Regions from separate parts of the Macaca mulatta genome. Here region 2 is linked to region 1. Evidence: chromatin contacts called from public Hi-C data. All regions are on one chromosome and are shown on one strand. The core of a region is the stretch at or near the end of the contact, and the rest is flanking DNA. Distances in the headings are between cores, read along the strand shown.

Region 1 (6,832 bases), core at 3,511-6,010:
ACAAGTGGTGATGTCCAGCTCTGCTCACCACCTGCCACTCCTGCAGTGATGCTGGGGTTGCTCCCCAGACCAGGACCCAGACCTGTGAACTGGGGAGAAGGACGCACCGGGCCTCAGCCTCCTGGCCAGCCCGCCTCCTGGAGCTTGGAAGGGGGATAGGCCTCTCCTGTTCAGTGGCCAGGTCACACAGCAGCCCTCCCCTGCAAGACCACCTATCCTGGACAACTCAGGCCATGGTGCCCGTGGCCAGTAGACAGGGCATGGCCCTCAGGCCTCGACCTTTGGAACCTTTAGTTGCAAACAAGACAGCAACAGGAACACAGCTCCGGGCAGCTCCCACGCACTGCCCTCCCCTCTAATGGTGGCCCCTGAAAGCCCAGGGCAGCACCGGCCTTCATTTTAACCCTGAACCTCAAGTCCACTTGGTCAGTCCCATAAGTCAACCGATCTCCCCAACGAAGGACGCCTGCTCAAGGCAAGGCCTGTGGGGACAACAGGCATGGAAAAGACACTCTCCCACTCAGCCCACAACTCCACAAGCACCACGTCCCAGAATCACCTGGTCACATCCATTGGTAGACACGGACCTCACGCAACCACCAACGGCACAGCAGGCATGGGATGCCAAGCGAGCACTGGACACTGCCCGGGGCCAGCAGGCATGGGACGCTGAGCAAGCGCCAGCAGAAGGGCCGCGCACCCTGGAGCCAACACTGGCAGGACAGTGCCCAGGACCAAAGCCCACAGAGGCTGGGCAGCCCATAGGGCAGCGAGACGCAGCAACTGGTCTCTGTGCCCTGGCCACCCTGCCGAGGGGACCACATCAGCACGACTCCGGGAGACGCGCACCCTGCTAAAGGCTGGCGGTGGCGAGGGCGGGGAGCAGAGAACATGACATGCACACGGGGAGAAAACACAGGCCAGGTCCACTCAGTGGCAGCAGATCCCGCCACCCTGCGGCAAGACGGTGCCCACAGGGGCCACCCCAGGAAGTATCCCTGAAAACAAAGCACCGCATGTACACGTACACACATGGACACACACGCACACAGAGCTGGGCCCAGCACTGTGACTTCCCTCCTCCTCAGGTGCCGCGTCTGCTGCCCCCTAGGCAGGCGGCTCCAATGCCAGGAGGTGCCTGTCAAGAGACCTCCCCGCACCACAGTCTCCAAATGGAGGGGACGGTGAGCTCTGCACATCCCACGAAGAAGCTGGATGTAGCAGAGAGGAGCAGCCGGGCCTGGAGCAGAAAAGCCGGCAGTGGGCTCCCCGCCACCCAGCATGTGACACCCACCACCTGGCACAAGCCCTTACCAATCACACCAGAGGCGGCAAACCCAACTGGCTCCTGGCTCCAGCAACCCTGTGGCACCCGTCTCCTCGAAGCATGACCGCGGCCCTGCCAGGCTGGCTTCCCCACCAGCTGCGAGAGTGACCAGCCAGGGCCAGGAGCCTCGGCACCACGAAGGCCGCGGCCACGGCTGTAACAGGGACTCCTCCTCCTCCCTGGATGCTCTCCCACCGCACATGTTCTAGGACAGGCTGTGGGTCAATGGCACTATTCCCAGAGAAGGTGCTGGAGCTGCCACACTCCAGGTCATGCATGGGTCACCTGGGAGCCAGGGCGTCTCTGCGGACACAAGACCGTGAAGAAAGCACCCACCTGGCAGTCGCCTGGCACTCCGGGAGCCACAGCCAGCCAGGGAGCCAGCCCCTCAGCACGCAGGGATGCTCGGGGCTCCCCCAAGAGGGCTGCAGTTTCAGTAGCCTTAATACCAAAGGCCACTCAGTCATCTGGGGAGGCAGATTCCAGCACTGCATCCCTCCATCTGGGCCATTACCCAGGGCTGCCTGAGCGAGGGCCCGGCCCGGGCTCCTAAGGGGTCTTCCTCGTCTCGCCCTCCCAACCCCTGCAGGGCCCAGCCCAGGTGCTGCCCCCAGAAGCTCTGAGATTGTGTTCTCTGCAAACACTGGCAAGCGTTCTGCTCCCCTCCCCGTCATTTTCCATGAAATTCCCCGAGGACACAGTTCCCAAGGGAATGGAGCCACCAGAAAAGAGGTCAAAGTCTGCGTTACAGATTCTTACAGGGAAGAAAATCAAAACTGCACTTTTTATTCTCACATTTTTAATCAGCAAGGCCAAGGACAAGCGTCCTCCTTTGCCAAGGCAAACACCACTCAGAACTGCAGTTGAGGCGATGCAAGGGCCAAACCAAACAGCTGAGCCGCATCACGGGTGACACTGAGCAGGCCACAGCCCAGCCATTCCAAGAGGCACTGCCAGGGCTCTGCAAGCCGCCAACCCAGGCACAGGAGCGGCCCCGGGAAGGGACGCCAGAGGCAGCCCCGTCCCAGGAGACGACGGAGCTTAGCACTGCCTGGACCGGCTGGACCGGCCCAGGCGTGCACACCGGTGGCTTCAGCGGTCTCCTACTGTGTCTCCATGTGGGCTGAGTTTCTGCCTGGCCGACACTGCCAAGGCTGCCCAACCAGTACCGGCACTACCAAGGCACCTTGAGATCCCCAGTGACAAAGCACAAAAAGGTAACAGCACCAGGACTCAAAGACTCAGCAGTCAGGCACCCAGAGTGGCAGCCGGAGCCACCTATCTACAAAACCAGCCCCGCCCGCGTGCAGCAGCCGTGCAAGCCTGTCGCCAGGGCAGAGCCTTTCCAAAGTGGATCGGCCCTTCAGACACCTCGAGCCTACCGCGCCCAGCCCTGCCAAATCAAATCATCAACCGCCACATCTTCACTTGAGAAAATCACCAATTAACCCACCCGTGGAAGACGAAAGGCAGAACCTGTGTGTTTCACGTGCTCCGGACCTGCTAGTCTGCGTCCACAGGGGCTCAAAGTCCCCAAACACTCAGTCTTAAAGAGTTTTCCTGCCACCCTCCTGCCAACAGATTTCACTCAGACCCGCAGATAAATTACAGCTCCATCTAGGTGAAGGCCGACTACCAGTTAGGAGAGTTTTATTAAGGACGATCACGGGGTCGGTCCCCCAGAGCAAAACCACTCCACGTACCCCCCACCCCGCCACAAGTCTCACCACGAAAGTTCCTGCTTTCTGGTTTCAGTGCAGAAGCAGAGAAAATAGGAAAAAGATTCCGCCGTGGTACTTCTCTTCCACCCTCTGCAATCACGAACAAGTCGTAATGGAACTAATGACTAATAATTTAATAAACCTCCCTCCCTTGACGGCGTGTGCTTCCACAGAGCAACAAGACCAGAACCGTATGCCACAGACTCTGTGAAACCAAACCTAACCGCAGGGCCTGTGCCTTTCCCAAGCCGACTCCTCAGGTCACCCTGAATCCTGTGTACCAGGGGCTCCGACATGGCTTTAGGACTCATCTAGTCGACGGCACCCGCCTTCAGAATCCTTCCAGACGGACGTGGCCCCAACTTCACAAGCTTTATTGAAAGCTGTATTCAAATGCAATCTGCCCCCTGCACTCCAGCTGGAACCAGAGGGGCCACCCCAGAAGCCTCCATCTGGCTCTCCGAAGCCTGAGGGCTAAGAGCGCTTTGCAGGCCCCCCGGCCAGGCACGCCTTGGCTGCCTAACACAATCAGAAACTGTTACTCTGCCGGGCAGGGCGCAATCCGGTTAGGAGGCATGAACCAGCAACTGCCGGGTAAATACCCACTCCACTCAAAGCCCAGCCTGTCACTGAACCTTCAGACAGTTTTGGAACAAAGCACATCTTTGTTGTAAGAGATCGCCTAGGACCCAGGGCCACCCAGGGCAGGGGTTTCTCCTCTGAGAAACTGCCCCTCGGGAGCTGCTGGGCTCAGGCGTGGGGGTCCGGACCGAGAATGGATGCTGAAGAAAGAGGAAATCAAGGCCCTGTTTGTCTATCCCAGCCACAGAAACGACCGGGGAGGGGGCGGCAGCGGAGGCTTCCAGCGATGCTCTGCGCCCCTCGAATGTGAACCTGTCATTTCACAGACGAGAACGTGGACGCCACTCTTAACACATCTGAAGCAAAGGTAGGCACGTCAGCCTCCTACACAATTAGTCTTCTCTCTCCGCGGTTACATAAGATGATGAATTATCCGTCCACCCATCCAGCCTGCCCGCGCTTCGACCTCCCACCTTAGACCCCAGCATCGGCGCCGGGCAGGAGTTGTGGAAAGGGAAAGCCTGTTGAGAAGGAAGTGCCCGAGGCTCGCGCAACCGCGCCTGGAAAAGCCCCACGGTGCCAGCGCGCCAGCCGCGGCCTTCAGGCAGCCCCCACGCCGTCCCGGCGCCGCAGCCCCTGGGCCCGCCGCCCCCGCCGCCCCCGCCGCCCCGGCCCCGCCCGGGTGTGCTACGACCCGGACAGGTCCGAGGGCTCCCGGGGCCCGGAGCGCGGCTCCGTTCCTGCCGACGCCAAGTCAGGCGCGCGGAGAGGAGCGCGGGGCCGAGAAGGGCCGTCGGGGCGGGGAGTGCTCCCTGGGCCTGGGGACGGGCCAGGCCGCGGCGGGCATGGGGTGGGGGCGGCCGGGAGGGGGCGACCACCCGTGAGCTGCCGGCGCCGGGCTCACCACCCCCGCAGCCCGGGGCCTGGGTGGCTGCGCCGGGAAGACCCCCGAAGTCCTAGCCTCCTGGCCCCGCGCGCGGCCCCAGGGCCGCCCTGGTCGGTCGGGCTTGGGCGCGCGGGCGGCGCGGGACCCGGGCGCACCCGGAGTAGGCTCAGCTTGGCGCCGGCGGGGCTCACCTTGTAGACATTTTCCGTGAGCCGGTGCATCTCCTCTGAGCGAGTCAGCGACATGGTCCTGGGTCCCGGCGGCACCACAGACCGGAGCGGGGGCGCGAGCGGCGGCGGCGGCAGCAGCAGCAGAAGCAGCAACACGAAGAGGAAAGCTTACCCGAACCACAGAGCCCGTTGTCCGGCGGCGGCCACTTTTATAGCCGCCTGAGGCCCCGCCCTGCGGCAGTCCCCGCCCCTGCGTCCCGCCCCCGTCGCTCCCGCATCACCGCCCCCGACTACCCGCCCCCGCCCAGCGCTGCCGCTGCTAGGCAACCACCAGGCCCCGCCCCCGCACCGCCCTTTCCATTGGTGGGTTCCGGAGACGGGGGAGGGGGGCGGGATCGCAGGCGGGGCCTGGTGGCCGACTCCAGGCAGCGATTGGTCGGTGGCGGCGTCGATCCTGGGGGAGAAGGGGGAGGTGCGGCGCGCGCTGGGGCCCAGGGAGCAGCCTGAGGGGGGCCCGGCAACAGCCGGGCTGGGGGCGGGGAAGCGGGGGCGGGGTGGCGCAGGAAGAAGGAGCAGAAGGTGCGGGGAGGAGAGCGGGGGGCGCCGGCGGCGAGCGCGCGTGGAGGCGGCACTTCGCGAAGTGGCACTTCGGGGCGGGCGGCTGGCCCGCCGGGTCACGGCCTGGCGCTGCGGGGAGGGGACCCGAGCGGCTCGGACGCAGGACGCCGCGGGCCGGGTTTACAGGTGGGAGAGGCCCCGACCCCACCGCTTCGCCGGTAAGCCCGCCGGGCGGGCGGCGACCCCCCGGCCGGCCTTTCGGGGCAGAGAGGAGAACCCTAGGGGAGGGGGGTGCTGCAGGAGGACCCTGGAGAGAGCTCGGCCCTGGAGTGGAGGACGACTTGGAGAAGCAGGATTTCGGGGGAGCATCATGAGGAGAGGAGTTGGAGGGAGGATCCTGCAGAAGGTGAACTCTGGGGAGGACCCTAGACAGGCAGACAGCGCTTGGGGACTTGGGCCTGGGATTCTGGAGAGGGGAGGACTCTAGGGGAGGAGGGTTGGGGAAGAGGATCTTAGGGGAGGGCCGTGGGAAGGAGGATCTGGAGAGGGGATAAGGGAGTTTCCCATTGGAAGTCCTCGGGACAGGGCGACCCTTAGGGAAGGGGAGGACCCTCGTGCTGGCAGAAGATTCTCGTTGGAGGCAGTTTACTTGGGGGAAGGGGTCTCTGGGGAAGGCAGGGTCGAGGGCAGTAGGAAACGGGGGCCCCGGAGGACTCTCTGGAGGTGGAAAACCCTGGGGGGTGGCGGAACCTCGTAGGAGGAATAGGGGAGTCGGAGCCGCCTCCAGTTTTTAGGAAGGGTCCTGCTTAAGGTTCGTCCCAAGGGGAGATTCTGCGGGGGAAGCTGGCCGAGTTAGCACGTAGGTCTCCCAGTACAATTCCTTTGGAGAAATATTTACATAAATTAGGCTAACGTAGAGGAATTATTTGCTTTACATGTAAAACACCAGATCTGAGCGCTTCCCTTTAATGAAACCTCACACTCTCCCAGCCTCCCATCCCTGGAAAATCAGTCACTCATTCATTCCTTCAACGAGTCAGGCCCCTGGGGGAGACCCAGCTATGTTGGCTGGCCGGCAGACCCCCAGACATCGGCAGGGGCTAGTGCACGGGCTCATGCGGATGGAAAGACCAGGGAAGTAAGATTCAGGAAGCGTTGCCTCCCTCCCACCACAGCCCCGCGCCTCCTCTCCTCCAGCTGAATTTCCTTCCAGCTCTGGCCCTGGCTGCTTCCTTTTTCTTTATTGTCTCCAGTGTTTGGGGGAAGATCCCTGTATATTTATTTTCTAGGATTCTTTTGGTGGCAAATGACAGAAAGCTCGCTCAAACTGGCCCTAACAAATTTACCTGAAGGTAAGAGCATCTCCACTGACCCTGACCCCCTTCTGTCTAGGCCAGCTTCCTGCTGTGCTCTCTGCACCCACCGACCTCACACGCAGCCCTAGAACTGACGTCCACTGGCCTGAACTGGGTCTGGGGCCAACACGGAGCAGGTGGGGGTAGAGCAGCCCTGCTTGCCTGGAGGAAAGTTGAATGGCTGGAACCAAGATGACAGATGGAGGCTGGCAGGCAAACACGGGAGGTCTCCT
Region 2 (7,891 bases), core at 1,458-3,957, 57 kb before region 1:
CCAGTTCAGAATCGGCTCCTAAGAAGATTTGGCCTCCGCAAGGGGGCGGCCTCCCCCGCCTGACTCAGCCTCACGGCCGCCCCGCCCACAGCTCTGACTCAGCATGGGTGGGCAGCGCCGGCCCAGGTGGGTGGCGGGGAGGGGAGCGGAGCAGCCTGTTCCCTCGCTGCCTACCCCCGCAAGCCTCCACTACAGGGGTGAGAATCAGCCTGGAGGGGTGTGGGTCGGTCCCAGCGCTACCACCGGGCACTGGCTCTGCCTGCTGGCCAGTATGAGCAGACCGTGCTGTCCCCAAGGCTAGAGCCTGCCCAGCCACATCCCCCAACACGGAGCCCAGGGCTCCCCTGCCCTTGCAGCTCACCTTGCTTTCCCACACTAAACCCCACCTGCCCCTCCAAACAGTGGGCTTGCTACTGCTACCCTCAACAGGCCCTAACCCCCCAGAGGTGCTGCAGGGCCTGGCCACAGGGTCATCTAAATGGGACCTGGGATGGCGTTTGGGAAACGAGAAGTTTGATCACAGGCGAGAGGCCCTGCAAGGCAGCCTTAAGCAGACTTTCCAGCCAGCTCTGCTCCACGCTGAGGCCTCTGCTGCCACCCCCACTGCCGCTGCCGCTGCCTCCCCCGCCACTTTCTCCTTTTTCTCCTCTTTCTCCTCCACCTCCTTCTCCTCCTCCTCCTTCTCCTTCTCCTCCTCCTCCTTCTCCTCCTCCTCCTCCTCCTCCTCCTCTTCCACCTCCGCAGCTGGAGCACGAAGTTCTCTTCCTCTGGTTACGCAACACGCACCCACCAGGGCTTCCTGCTCTTGCTCCCAGGAACCTCCAGTGACCTCTGAAACTCCTTCTCCAGGAAGGGGTGGAGTGGGACAGCCTGATTCGGGGGTACCCTGGGGCCTGGGGAGGGCATGGTGGCCGTGGCCAGGATGCCACATGCTGCAGCTATGGAGGAGGACACCTGAGCCCGCTGTGCTCCAGCCTGGCTGCTGGACTCCTTTCCCGACCTTCAGGATCAAAGGGACTGGGTGGGCAGGGCTCGCTCCAAGAAACAGGTGGGCTTGTGCACAATGAGGGGCCTGGAGATGAGTACCCGCCCATGCCCCTGCAACATCACTCAGAGCAACACCCAGGCCTGTTCCCAGGCCGCCTGCAGGGTCCTGCCCACTCCTCCCCCAGGGAGCTGCCAGGGATGCTGGGGTGCGCCTCCAGGCTCTGAGTGGCCTGTGATGGGGATGCCTGCCTTGGACCCCGACCTCATGCACAAGAGTGCACAGAGGAGCTATTCGGTGCCCAGAACCCCTTAAGTGGGGCAGCCTCAGGAATGTGAGGTTCCATGGAGAAACCCCCAACACACCCCATCATGAGGATTCTGTACCCTCCCTGGGGGCTTTTCTAGCAGTGGCTGGCCCAGAGGGCATGGTGGGCAGAGAGCTCAGGGCCAGAGAGCGCTCAGCAGGAGATCCGACGCCTGGCAAAAGAAACTGAGGCACTGAGAAAAGGCAGGCCAGGGGGTCTGCCCAGAGCCACGGCCTCCACGCAGGTTGCCGTCCAAACGGGACTCGGGGGAAGTGAAGGTGCTGCTTGAAGCGGTCACCCCAGGACAGCAGCATAAACTAGGCCGCAGGGCCCCTAGGGTCTCCTCACCCTGAGAACGTCACCTTCCAAACCAAGGCCCCTGGAGCCGGTACGGCTGCCCACCCTACAGGCGGTTTCTGGGTTTTTAGGCTACAGTACTTTCTCACGCTCGTGCTCGGTCCCCCGGGGGAGAGTACAGCGAGGGGTACTGGCCTCATTAGCAGGGTCTGGCAGCCTCCCTGGCTGGGTAGGGAGTTGGTGTTTTATTTTTAAGGCTTCCACTTACTCAAAGGAGCCCCGTAAATGGCTGGGAGTGGCACACAGATTTCAACAGAAACCCAGGGGAAGTTGGGGGAGAGACAAAGTACGGCTGCATGGTGCTCCAGCGGGGCCCCTCCAAACCCTGGGGACAGAGAAGAGAGATGTTCCCAGAGCTGTAAGCAGGGATGGCCAGCCCCCGGGGGACGGAGGGAGCCGACACCTCCTGCCTCAGAGCCCCCATATGAGCATCCGGCCATGGCGGAGCCTGAGTTAGTGCGTGACACGCGGCTGCCACTCTGTCTAGGAATGACAGCCGCCTCTCCTCACCTCCTTTTCCAGAACACTAACTCCTCATAGAGACCACGACTGTGCAGGGCAGATCCTGGAAATCTAGGCCAGGCAGAAGCTTCACCACACAAGGGGCCGGTGCGGGGATGGGGAGGGGAGGAGGGGAGGAGGGGAGGAGGGGAGGAGGGGAGGAGGGGAGGAGAAGAGGGGAGGAGGGGAGGAGGGGAGGAGGGGAGGAGGGGAGGAGGGGAGGAGGGGAGGAGGGGAGGAGGGGAGGTGGCGGTCAGCGCTGCAGGGCCCGACCAATTCTGACCTGCTGCTGGACGGGGATGCCCTGCATGGGGCACGTCCGAGCTGGGTGGAAAGTGCAGAGGACAGAGCACGGCCTGGTCTGCACCTCCAACCTGGCGGCCGGCCATTTACAACGGCCCTGAGCCTGCCCCATGGACAGGCGGTCCCAGTGGCCGGCCCCCTTCAGCCCCTGCCCGCCGCTGAGCCACCAGCTGCGTGCTTAGCTGGGTGCCATGGCAACAGCACTATGGAAACACCCAGCTGAAAGCATTTAAGACCCACAGAACGCTCCCACTTAGTCACCCTGGGCTGAACGGCCCCGTGATCAGAGAAGACAAAAGTGATCAGAACACATCTCATCTCTCCACAGCATGCGGTGACTCAGAGTGGGGGAGGGGCGTTCCGGAAAAAACCAAGGCGGCTTTGGTTTACCTCACCCGCCACGGCTGCTGCAGCTTTCCCACGTTCCTTAAAAATCGCATGCGGCCCCCCAGGTCCCCTGTAGCGTATGAATGAGAACGTAATTCTTGGCCTTCAGCTGTCACCATGGGCAACACTTACTCGAAAGGATGCGGCAGCAGACCGGTCAGCTGTGGTGTGTGGGGTGAGAATCAGCTGCCTCAAGTAGCACGTGGTCACTGGCCACCTGCTGGCTGCAGCCAGTGGCTGCTTCAAAACCCGCTGACCAGGCCTCCCGGGCTGACAGGCACAGTACCCAGACAGAGGAGGGAGGGCAGCCATGGCAGGTGGTTCAGGAGACGGGAGGGCCCTCAAATCTCACGTTGAACACATGTGCTCTGAGCAAGGCCCGGGCTGGGCTGAGCAGAGGGTGAGCCGCACCCTCCGGCCCTGGTGGCAGGTGGAAAAGCTGGTTATTCCACTCCCCGGGGAAGGCATTACAGGAAGATCCTCAGGAAGGGAGCTCTTTGACAGGATCAGGGATCCATGAGCCCTGAGGGTCCCCATTTTCCTGGGAAAAAGGCCCAGAGCTTTCAGCAGATTGGCAAAGGGTGCCCAGGAACAACAGGTCCCAACAGACCCATAGCTTGCTATTGGGATGGACAGTCTGGTGAGCACATGCCCATGGGCACAGGAGAGAGCAGGCTGCTGATGTCCACACGGGTGGGCTGGACACACAAACGGGCTGGAGGACCACAGACCAAGCTGTCCCCAAGACCCAGCAAAGGGTGGCAAGATGCAGGAGAAGTGGGGGCTAAGATGCCCGAGTGGCCCAGCCCTGAGGCTTGGGGAAGCGGACTGCTCGACCCCTGGCTGCCCTGGCCCCGGGGACACTGAGGGTCTCCGCGTCAGCTGCGGGTGTAGAAGCCCTGAGAGGGCTCCATGGCTGCTGGCTCCTCACGCCCACTTTTCCTGGTAAGGCCCCTCAGTGATGTTACTCCAGAGAAACACGGCTACACGGCTGTCCTCACGGGGGGCCTGGCCACAAACAGCCTTTAGCTCTGAAGAGCTTTGCTAAAACGAGGACGGGCTTCACCCCCCTGCACATCGCCAGACTCCACGCTGGCGATCGCTGGCCCTGCTATTATCGTCTCTGAAGATCTGAACGAGGGTGCTTTGTCTCTGCTGTGTTAATTATACACCCCTTTAAATAGCACGCATCTCTCCCCTTTCTCAGACCTCAATCCAGGCTATGGCCTGGCACACCCAGAGACGGGGCACCGGAGGAGGATCCTGGGGGCACCAATGCCCCCCACTGGCCCCCTGCATTACAGCGAGCAGAGCGCCAGTGCCGCTTCCCAGGACCCTCAGGATGATCCTGCGGGTGCTCTGGAGCCCCCATGGTCTCTGGAAGGCAGCATCCCCAAGAACACGGGGCCATCTCTCCCTCCTCACTCACGACTGGCCAGCGAGGGCTGCACCTGTCTCACCTGCCTCCTCCCCCATCATCGCAGAAAGGGAACAGGGGAAGGTGACCCAGCAGAAACCCTGGCTCTCCTTGTAGCCCCGGGCATCTCTGCCCAGAAAAGTCCCAGGAGGCGGTGAGTGGGCAGGGCAGCGCTGCCCTCCTCTGCAGCAGGAGCTTCAGGCTGCTGAGGAAGCCTCCAGAGCTGGCTGAGCAGGGTCATCCCAGGGCCAGCGGGTCGAGCCCATGCCCAGCGCGATTCTGAGCAGGGGCCTGGCCTGCCCCACACCACTCCCAGCACAAGCACTGACTTTTGAGGCCCCAACACTACTTGGGTCTGCCCCACCCTCAGTGCACACGGGTCAGGAAGGACAAGTTGCATCCAGTGGGCGGGGGCTCTCCTCCCCACACTCAGGTCCTTGTGCCCACAGCCCAGCCCAGGGAGTAGGTGGGCCACTCCCCTCCCACCCTGAGCTCCAGCTGCAGGATGGGGCATGTGGATGTGTCCCCCGTGCCCTGCTCCATGCCCCTGAGGGGTGGGCACAGGCTGGGCTCTGCTCTGGGCCCCATTCCGGGCCCTGTGGAGATGGCCACACCCCTCTGTTCTGAGGAGGAGGAGCTGGACCAAGCTGTGACCCCGCCCCGCAGACGCACTGATAAATCACAGAGAAGGTGTCCTCTGCCCCAGCGTGTCCACCGTGTCCCATGTGCTATGGAGACCGTCCCCTCCACACGGATGGGCACATCTATCAGCACCTGGTCCAGCAAACGTGGCAATGACCACAGTACCCGGGAGTGAGGGCACCGCTGGCCCAGCAGGCTGTACATACCCCCTTACATAAGCTCTCCTGTCCTAGTTAACAAACGTCCCAAATGCTTCCTGACTCCGGTGCCCTGACCTATAACTGCAATTACTTCCTTTCATGGAAATCCCAAAACACCATCTCAATTACACGCAGTTCTTGAACACGGGAGGCTCCCCGGCCCAGCCCCACTCGAGGGCACCCTGGCAGGCAGACAGAGAAACCCACTCTACCTGCCTCTCTGGGGCAGGGCCTGGCTGACCTCCCGCCCGCCCCTCCCTGCAGCCCCACCTCTGCCCCCAGGGCCTGGTGTGGTGTGTCCCTGGTTCAGCTCATGCGGCAGGCCCGGCCACTGCCTCATGATGAGCCTGGCAGTGGGAGAGGGCAGTGTGCATCGGCGGCCTCGGCCTCATGGGCACCCTGGAGCATGAAGCTGCCCCTCACACGTGCCACGGGCCCAGCCTTGCTGCCCGGCAGCCTCACAGCTCCCAGGAGCCCAGCGCTCCGCACACGCAGCTCAGGTGGGGTGCAGCTGGCGACAGGTTTCTGAGCCCACCGGGGACCCCAGCAATCACTTCGAGACACCCAGCCCTTGGGTCGCTGAGGGAACCCACATCTGACGACGACACAGCATGCTGCACCCACAAAGACCAGAGTCAGGCACCAGCACCACCTCCCCCTTCATCAGCGGCAGCTGAGGTGGGGGACCTCCATGGACGGGGGCACCCGTCCAGCCCTCGGAGCTCCCTAAACAGCCTCCACCTGCACGCACTGCCCACTCGGCTGCACCACCAGCCAGGCCCCAGCCAGCTCTAGACTACCAGGTGACAGACATGCAGGGCCTCCCCAGGGGCACTAGAGTCTCCAAGGGAAAGGCCTCTATGGCAGGGACAGCTTGGGAACCGCGCGGAGGCCTCTGCTCTGCTACACACGCCCCTGGCTGGACGCTGGCTTCAGGCCACCCTTACACGGCGTCACTTCTACTTCCAGCAGCCCAGCTGCCCCCCCGTCTGCTCAAGAAGGCAGCCCCAGGAGCCCGAATGGGCCAGACTCCTGCCCCACACCCCAGTGGTGTGGGCACATCTGCCTCTCCCAGGGTCTTCAGGACTGGGGACAACTGCTACGGTTGCCAGTGACCCCACAGGGCACACACTGGAGGCAGCTAGAAGAGCTGGGTGCAGGTGGGCCCAGGGACCAAGGCAGGATCTCCAGGGCAGCACCATGAGCCGTACTCTCTGGGTAGACACCCCTGGGCTGCCCCCAGCGTGGGGTGCAGCTACTGGGCTGGTCTGCAGAACAGCTGGAAAGCAACCAACCGCTTTAGGAATGGAGAGGCCAGTAGTGAAGGGACCTCTGCTTCTCCCCCAAGAGTGCCTCCAACAGGCCCTTTCCCTGTGACCGCCAGGACCTTGCTGACATTCTAGGCCCCAGGACAGTAGCTCTTGACAGGCAGGCCAGGAGTGAGGCCCAGCTAGGAGGCCTGTGTTTGGGGGTGGGGCCACATAAGGGGGGTAGGGCTCACTGGAGGGGCAGGGCCTCCTGCTCCAAGTGGTGGGTCCACACAAGTGAGGGCAGGGTGGAGGGCACTGGAGGGGCAGGGCTGCACAAGTGGGTGGGGCCAGCCAGCCCAGCTCCCCAGCTCTACAGAAGTGGAGAGGACGTGCAATGGCTGGGCCCCCAGCAGCTACACCCTAAAGTAGACACCCCAGGGGGGCCGGCAGCACATCCCAGCCAGGCAGCCCGGCACTCACCCCAGGACTCACCCCAGGATGGTGGCAGCAGCCTCCCTGCAGCTCAGTGGGGGGTGTGCACAGTCACATACCAAGTCCCCCACCCCTTCAAACTCAGATGTGGGGCCGGGCATGCTGACGGCTCCCAGCCTGGCCTCCTGGGCTTCCAGGCCACTAGGGAGCAGAAAGCACACTGGGCCGTGGCTCCCTCTGCTTCCCACCCCAAAACGTTGTTTTGAAACCACTTAGCACTTACTAGCTATCTGCTGCATGACCCGTTTGTGCGTGGCACCAAGCGGGATGCAGAAGAAATACGAGACCTAGCCCTTCCCAAAGGAACTCGGTGACTGAGGAAAAATCACAAAAATAAAACACCTGTGTGGTTAAGAGTTGTAGCCCCATCTCCCATTAACAGAGGAAGGTCAGGTAGATGGGTAGGAACAGAGGCAGAGGTCGGTCCAGGAGAGCTCCCTACGCAGGCACCGTGAGAAGGTCGACACCAGCTTGTCCTAGGTCCACAGCCCTTCCTGTCAGTGCTCAGAAGACGGAGAAAGGCAGGACATTCCCCCTCACAAACAGGGAAACTGAGGCTCAGAGAAGCTTTGGTGCTTGCTGTGGCCACGTGACCCGTTAAGGGACAGAGCCGGATCCAAGCCTAAGCCTAACACCAGGGCCTTGAGGCTGTGCCCGGGTGGGGACAGGCCAGCCTGGGGCCACCCACAGGTCCTCTGGTGAGTGGGGAGGAGCAGCTGCAAGTTCTGGAGAAAGGAGGTCACTCAGCCAGGGCTGGGGAGCCACAGCAGGGCGCCTGGGACCTGGGAAGAAAGGCCAGCTTCGTACATCTCCCAGGAGGCGCCCTGGGAGGCCAGGAAGATGAGGCTCACCAAGTGTCTCTGCACCAGGTGGCAGAAGCCTTTCCAGGGGAGCTGCTGGGCCACCTTACCTCACACCCACTGCAGCCTCCACCCACCACATGCTTCGGAGCCCTGCCTGCCCTCCCCGCCCACACGGCCCTCGCCCAGACCCACTCACAGGTGCTGCGGGGACCATCTGCCTTGGCAACTCACAGCCACAGACAGGAAC

Evidence for each region. A called contact is a pair of places that touch in the nucleus more often than the background predicts.
Region 2: a Hi-C map of cortical neurons shows a contact between it and region 1, with 2.7 times the contacts expected there. The contact joins the enhancer-like site here to the promoter of LOC106994152 in region 1. A contact is called at or near these places in 3 of 14 Hi-C or Micro-C datasets (CD4 T cells, cortical neurons and fetal cortex germinal zone).

What each region holds. Positions count from the first base shown.
Region 1 is chr16:90,726,045-90,732,876 of T2T-MMU8v2.0, reverse strand. LOC106994152 reads left to right here and starts at 4,760. Exons shown (of 5, transcript XM_077971060.1): 1 at 4,760-4,877; 2 at 4,995-5,462. The coding sequence starts at 4,760. BAIAP2 (BAR/IMD domain containing adaptor protein 2) reads right to left here and starts at 4,867. Exons shown (of 17, transcript XM_077973294.1): 1 at 4,708-4,867; 2 at 3,121-3,138; 3 at 3,038-3,118. The coding sequence starts at 4,761.
Region 2 is chr16:90,779,682-90,787,572 of T2T-MMU8v2.0, reverse strand. All of the region lies in intron 8 of BAIAP2 (BAR/IMD domain containing adaptor protein 2), which reads right to left. Among named protein-coding and RNA genes, the nearest start is that of MIR338, 32 kb to the left of the region's middle. Within about 2 kb of position 2,707, at least 25 of the 40 cell types and tissues checked have an H3K27ac peak or open chromatin away from gene starts, as enhancers often do. A contact at or near this core is called in CD4 T cells, cortical neurons and fetal cortex germinal zone, where this site is marked.